Linked DNA regions of Sus scrofa: region 1 is linked to region 2. A link is a contact called in public promoter capture Hi-C data. All regions are on one chromosome and are shown on one strand. Each heading gives the region's core, a stretch centred on a gene start, on an enhancer-like site or on the middle of the called end of the contact. The rest is flanking DNA. Distances are from core to core; before and after follow the strand shown.

What was found. Promoter capture Hi-C pulls out the DNA fragments that hold promoters and counts their contacts.
Region 1: a promoter capture Hi-C map of liver shows a contact between it and region 2, with 4 times the contacts expected there. The contact joins the promoter of ENOSF1 here to the promoter of YES1 in region 2. A contact is called at or near these places in 1 of 5 promoter capture datasets (liver) and 2 of 47 Hi-C or Micro-C datasets (epiblast stem cells and liver).

Annotation. Positions count from the first base shown.
Region 1 is chr6:105,611,461-105,614,546 of Sscrofa11.1, reverse strand. ENOSF1 (enolase superfamily member 1) reads right to left here and starts at 1,289. Exons shown (of 16, transcript NM_001243617.1): 1 at 1,161-1,289. The coding sequence starts at 1,244.
Region 2 is chr6:105,504,551-105,507,591 of Sscrofa11.1, reverse strand. It overlaps YES1 (tyrosine-protein kinase Yes), which reads right to left and starts at 1,508. Exons shown (of 12, transcript XM_021096152.1): 1 at 1,276-1,508.

The DNA.
Region 1 (3,086 bases), core at 40-2,539, 110 kb before region 2:
CTTCAGCATCTTTTTTTTTTTTTTTTTTTTTTTTTTTTTTTTTTTTTTTTTAGGGCCACACCCGCAGCATGTGGAAGTTCCTAGGCTAGGGGTGGAATTGGAGCTATAGCTGCTGGCCTACACCACAACCACAGCATTAGGGGATCCTTAACTCACTGAGTGGGGCCAGGGATGGAACCTGAGTCCTCACAGATACTAGTGGGGCTCGTTACCACGGAGCCAGGACAGGAACTCCAACTTCAGCACTTTTTAACAAGAAACCACTTCAAGTACACCAAGGACAAGGAATGTGAGGAACATCCACCCAGCTCAAAAGTACAGTTAAAGTCAGTCCTGAGGTATCCATTCCCCACCCCCTACAAGTAATGGGTAATCATTATCCTAAATTGGATGCTTCCCATGTTCATTACATAACCACACTTTTCTAGTGTGGCCATTCATGAGTGGGCCTGGAAGGGCAGTGTCCCAGGGACAGGCTGGAGGAGACCCTGCACAGGGCTCATGTGTTTGGGAAATACTGCACTTGAAGGTGGTGCTGGTGTGGGGTGTCTCAGAGCAAAAATGTCCTTCAGTGTGTACTTTACTGCATTTCCACAGATTGACATCTGCTTAACTGTTCACAGTGACACATCCTCTCTATTCATGTTTTCAGCCTCCTCTCAAACCACCTGTTACTACGAGCTTGTTTGGTCTCCCAGGCAGACTGTGAATTGTTCATTTCACAGATAAGCCCAAGAAGCACAGAGAGGTTAGGATCTTCTGGTCACTGCAAATTGTGGCAGAGGCAGGATCACCACCTAAATCACCCTGCCAGGGGCTTTCTGGTCTCTACCACCGCGAACCATGTCAAGTCTAAGGTTTGATGGGGAGACACCACCACCGTTTTGCTGTTGTTGCATATCATGCACTCCATTTCCAGCAAAATGCAAGTCATAAAAGTAAAAACAGGAAATACTAAACTCCAGCAAAGCAAAAAACAATAAGAAAAAAATAAAACCTAGGAGAGTGTAGAATCTCTAAAAACTTTCATTCCCCTTCCCGGCCTCTCCACTCACAAAAGCAACAGTTCCAAAGTTGGGAACCTTTCCAGGACCACGGGGTGCCCGGCGCCAAGGAGGGCCCTGGCGTCGATGAGACCAGAGGCATTGGGCAGCACCTACCATAGCGTCTGAGCCGTGGCCCTCGAGAGACGTGGGGAAGCGCAAGTCGTGGACCGAGAGTCGGGAGATCCTGCCACGCACCATGTCGCCCTGTGTCGGGGAGACGCCAACCCTGCAGGACACTGTGTGCGCAGCTGAAAGGGTGCACAGCCGGAAGGGTGCACAGCCGGGCTTGGCGGGGGCTGATTGGCCGCGCAGCCCGGGGGCGTGGCCGCGCTCGAGAACTTGGCCCGACCCAAGGGGCCAGCTCAGCTCTAGGTCCTCGATTCGCGATTCTTTGCGCCAAGTTCCCGTCCCGCAGTGGGGGTGCTGCCTACTGCCACCCTGCCCGCCCCCAGGTAGACTCGCTCAGGGTCTCGGCTGACCCCACACCGAGTCAGTGCCCCAGCAGGACCCTGCTCCACCCAGACTAGAAACTAGCAAAGTGACCGTACCCAGAGCAGCACCCTGGAAGAAGCCGAGTCTGGTCAGAGTGCAATCCGCAGATTCGGCCCTGGGCTCAATTCCTGACCTCAGTCTGCAGGTCCATGCGGCTCAGCCAGGACAGCCTTGTGCTGGAAAATCCTGTGTCTTTAAGTGACCTCAGCCTGTTTGATAAATTAAGAGGTGGGTCACCATTTATTACATCCCTGCTGATGCAGTACTTTGAATACTTTACCTCTTATCCCCCAACACTGCAAGGAAGGCAGGTCATGCCCATTTTATTGGTGAATTGGGGATTCAGAGAGATTAAGTGATGTAAATTATTTGCCCAAAGCCACATAGCTAGTTAAGTGTCCTGGCTGCAAACTCAAGGGCTCTTAGAGTTGCAGGGACTCTGAGGCTCAAAGCTGTAGCATCCCTTTGACAACACGGTGGAGGCTATGGACATCTCCCCCCACCAAGTGTGCACACAGTAAGTTTTATATTATTTTTTGGGGGGTGAGGTCACAACCCCTTGCCTTGTACCACCACTGAGGACTGTTTGGAGGGTTAAATGTTTGGGAGGCAATACTATATAGGTAAGAGTCCATTGAAATGTGTTCTTGAGGGTGTGGCAGGGGTGTTCTCAGGGATACCCAGGTTATCTGCTGCTCAAGGATGCATACATATAGCCCTGTTGGATGAATTCCTTGGCTCAGGACTGAGATGGTTAACTTAGATGCCTACCGGGGCTAGGTAGGCACCAGGATGCAAGGGGGTAAGAAACAGGCAATTGCCGCAGCTAAGGGTTAGCCAGTCAGCTCCAGCTGATTATGACCCTGTGAGAATTGGAGGCCAGATGGCTGCATCTTACCATTTTCCAAGTGAAGTCTGAAATGCAAATGTTAATAGGAAATAGCCCTTCTTTTCCCTTGTCCTGCCCTACTCATGTGCCATATGGAGATAACTTTACACATGGATCAACATTAATTCTCGTGTTACCCATTTGTTTACCACTACTATTTCCTGCTTTCTTGATTTTTTGGGGGGAGGCATGTGGCCAGAATATAGGCTCAGTTCATTTTTTTTCAGAATGGGTCTCTGGCCTAGGTGATATATTCTGAGTATTTTGGGTTCTGAAGATGTCTTTTTCTTTCAGATTTGAATGGTTTTATTGTATAGAATTCTTAGTTCAAGAATGAATACTTTTTAATGTTAAGTCGGAGTTCCTGTCGTGGCGCAGCAGAAACAAATCCAACTAGGAACCATGAAATTTTGGGTTCAATCCCTGGCTTTGCTCAGTGGGTTAAGGATCTGGCATTGCCGTGAGCTGTGGTATAGGTCACACACGTAGCTCAGATCTGGCTTGGCTGTACAGGCTGTAGTGTAGGCTGGCAGCTGTAGCTTCAATTAGACCCCTAGCCTGGCAATCTCCATATGCCTTGGGTGCGGCCCTAAAAGGAAAAAAAAAAAAAAGTAATGTTAGGTCCCATTCTTTAAAGAATAAGCCGAGGGATTTTTTTT
Region 2 (3,041 bases), core at 259-2,758:
TATGGTTTACTGACATACAATATAGACCAATATATGAAAATCATGTGACACATACAAGATCCTTGGCTTCTAATACAAGACACTCCATTACCTGTCCATTCAAAATGTTGTTTCCTGTCCACTGTGTGCCAACCATTGTGCTAGCTAAGATATTAGATTTGCCACATACTTTCTTTGCTTTAAATGCACACTTACATGTACATATATAGTAATATTTTCCTCCTCATGTAATTTAACTATAAACATTTAACAGGATGGTTTAAACACACTAGAATTATCAAGATAACTTTGGTACTGCAATCCTGCAGCTGCAATACACGAATATACTACAATCACATATAGGTATATGTGAAATCATCTATGTGAACACACATACCAGTGGAAACTATGTATGTTCCCATGATAATGGCATGAACATAAAGTTTTATTCGAATGGAGACTCAACTTTTCATTTCTTTAATAATTTATGAATTGTCATTCCATGCCTGTTTTAATTAAGCAGAAAATAATTCAACCACCACACAGCAAAAATTAAAGCGGTCTCTACATCGGACTTGATTTTCGAAGAGCTTCTTAAAACAACGCTGCCCCATGTCCAATGAAGCAAAAGCGGAAAGCAATTACCAAAAAGAAAAACATATTAAAAACAAAATTTTCTTTAACACATGCGGACAGAGAACCGAACCAAATGGGAGGCAGAACTGCAAAACAATGTAAAAGTGCCCGCAGAACGGCATATTTCCCAACCCCCAACCCAAAACAAAGGAAAACTTTAACATGTTGCGGTTTTCAATCAAACCAAGTGCAGCGAGAGGCTCACCCACTCGCTCCCCCCAACCACGCCCGCTCTCCCGGCACAGTTGCCACCCGGCGTCCGCCAACGCGCAGACCCCCGACCCCTGGGTCGGAAAGAGGCCACAGCCCTCACCCCTAACTTCGGCCAAAATAAACCTCGCTGCCCCCTTGGCCGACGGCCCGCACGACCTTATAGACGCTTGTGCGGATGTCCCAGCGCAGCGAGGACCTTAGGGCGGACTAGGGCGGGATGGAGAAGGGCTGGACGGGGCGGAGACCCAGGCTGGGGGCAAGCAGGTAGCGCCGGGAAGGAGACACACCCGCCGGGCTAGCGGGGCCGGGGGAGGGGAGAAGTTTCTCCCCAACTTCCCGACTCGGAGCGGGCGGGGGCGGGGAGCAGCGGCGCCTCCGGGCGCCGGGGCCTACTGCTGTGGGCCGGGGTCGGCCACCTCCCCCCGCGGGGCCCCGAAAGGTCCTTACCTGCCCTCCAGCTGCGCTCGCATGAGTCGCCGCGACGGCGGGGAGGGCTGGCGGGGAGGGGGCGGCGGGCGGAGGCGAGGCCCGCGGGGCCCTCTCCCTCCTCCACCTCCTCGTCCCAGGCGCCCGGCGGCAGGAACGATTGCACAGCCAGCGGAGGACTCGCTACTTCAGGAGGAGGGAATTCCCGGGCTCTCCCACCCCTCGGCCTCACGCTCCGCCTCCTCCCCGTGCGGGGCCCGCCCTCACTCCAGGCTCCGCCCCCTGCGCGGGGGCGGGGGCGAGGACTACCTGCGCTGCCGACCGGTCACCGGAACTCGCGCGGCGCGGAGCTCCAGCGACCCCGCCTTCCGGCCTCCGCACGCGCCCCTCCTGGGCTGTTGGCCGCCCTCCGGCGGTCGGGGTCAGCGGCGAGTCCGAGTTACTTCTCCCGACCCAACATGGCGGCGGGGTCCGGGGCGGATTCCCGAGGCGGCGCAGGCTAAGGGGGCGTGAGGAGGAGGCGCTTCTCCACGAGGAGCGCAGTACCACAGCGCCCCCTCCCCACCCGCGGACCTTGTGGCCGCCCGCTCGGCTGCGGCGGGAGATGGAGCGGGAGTTCGCTTCCACCCCGTCGTAGTTTCCCCTTATCTTCGCCAGGCTCTCTGTAGTTGCCGGGGGCTTTGTCTTTGCGGGGTAGGCACGGGGGAGGGGGGAAATGGTGAGTTGGGTGCTTGCCCCTCAGCGCTATGCTTCCGCACCCTTTGTCGTTGGTAGTAAAATCTCAGCCAGCCGCGTGAGCCAGAGGGGCGTTACTAACACCCTCATCACGGTCCTGACTGCCGTCCAAAAAACGTTCGCGTCTGGCCTCCTTCCGATCCAGGGATCCTGTCCCAGCCCCAGGAGCTTCCTGTTGACTATTGGTCGAACCAGCCTTGCGGAGAGAGGGAACCCAAGCCGAGTTCTGTTGGCGACTCTCCCAGTAATGGTGGCTTTGGCTTGTTTTAGGAGACCGTATTCTTAGGCGATCGTGGCAAGATCCCAACGAAGGAACTGGACAGGTATTGTCCTGTTCGACAGTTGTGGAAACTGAGACTGCCACCCCGACGAACGCGGAGCAGCCCCAACTGGAATCCTGCTCACCTGCATCCAAGCACCTTTTCCTACTGGCCTTGTAGTGAGTCGCCGATGGAGAAGAAAAGGAGAGGGTCCCGAAGAAGCTGAGATTAAAAGTGAGGGTCAGGGAGTTCCCGTTGTGGTGCAGTGGTTAACGAATCCGACTAGGAACCATGAGGTTGCGGGTTCGGTCCCTGCCCTTGCTCAGTGGCTTAACGATCCGGCGTTGCCGTGAGCTGTGGTGTAGGTTGCAGATGCGGCTCGGATCCCGCATTGCTGTGGCTCTGGCGTAGGCCGGTGGCTGCAGCTCTGATCAGACCCCTAGCCTGGGAACCTCCATATGCCGCGGGAGCGGCCCAAAGAAATAGCAAAAAGCCAAAAAAAAAAAAAAAACAAAAAAAACTGAGGGTCACTCAGTGTCTGAAAGGGCTGAATCCTCTGCTAAAATCACTTCTGCCCTCTCAGACTCAGATTAACTTCCTCTTCGTATTTCCTCTTTGGTGGGATTATCACAACAATGTTGGGGCTGTTGGTTTCCTTTGTGGTTTTTAGCGAAATTCAGAAACATCTTCGACAAATATGAAGTAGTACCATCACGTGTCAGTATTCTGATATTCTAGGAACTTAGTAAATGCATATAAGGGTTTGAAAAAAAAATTTCAGCTCATTAAATG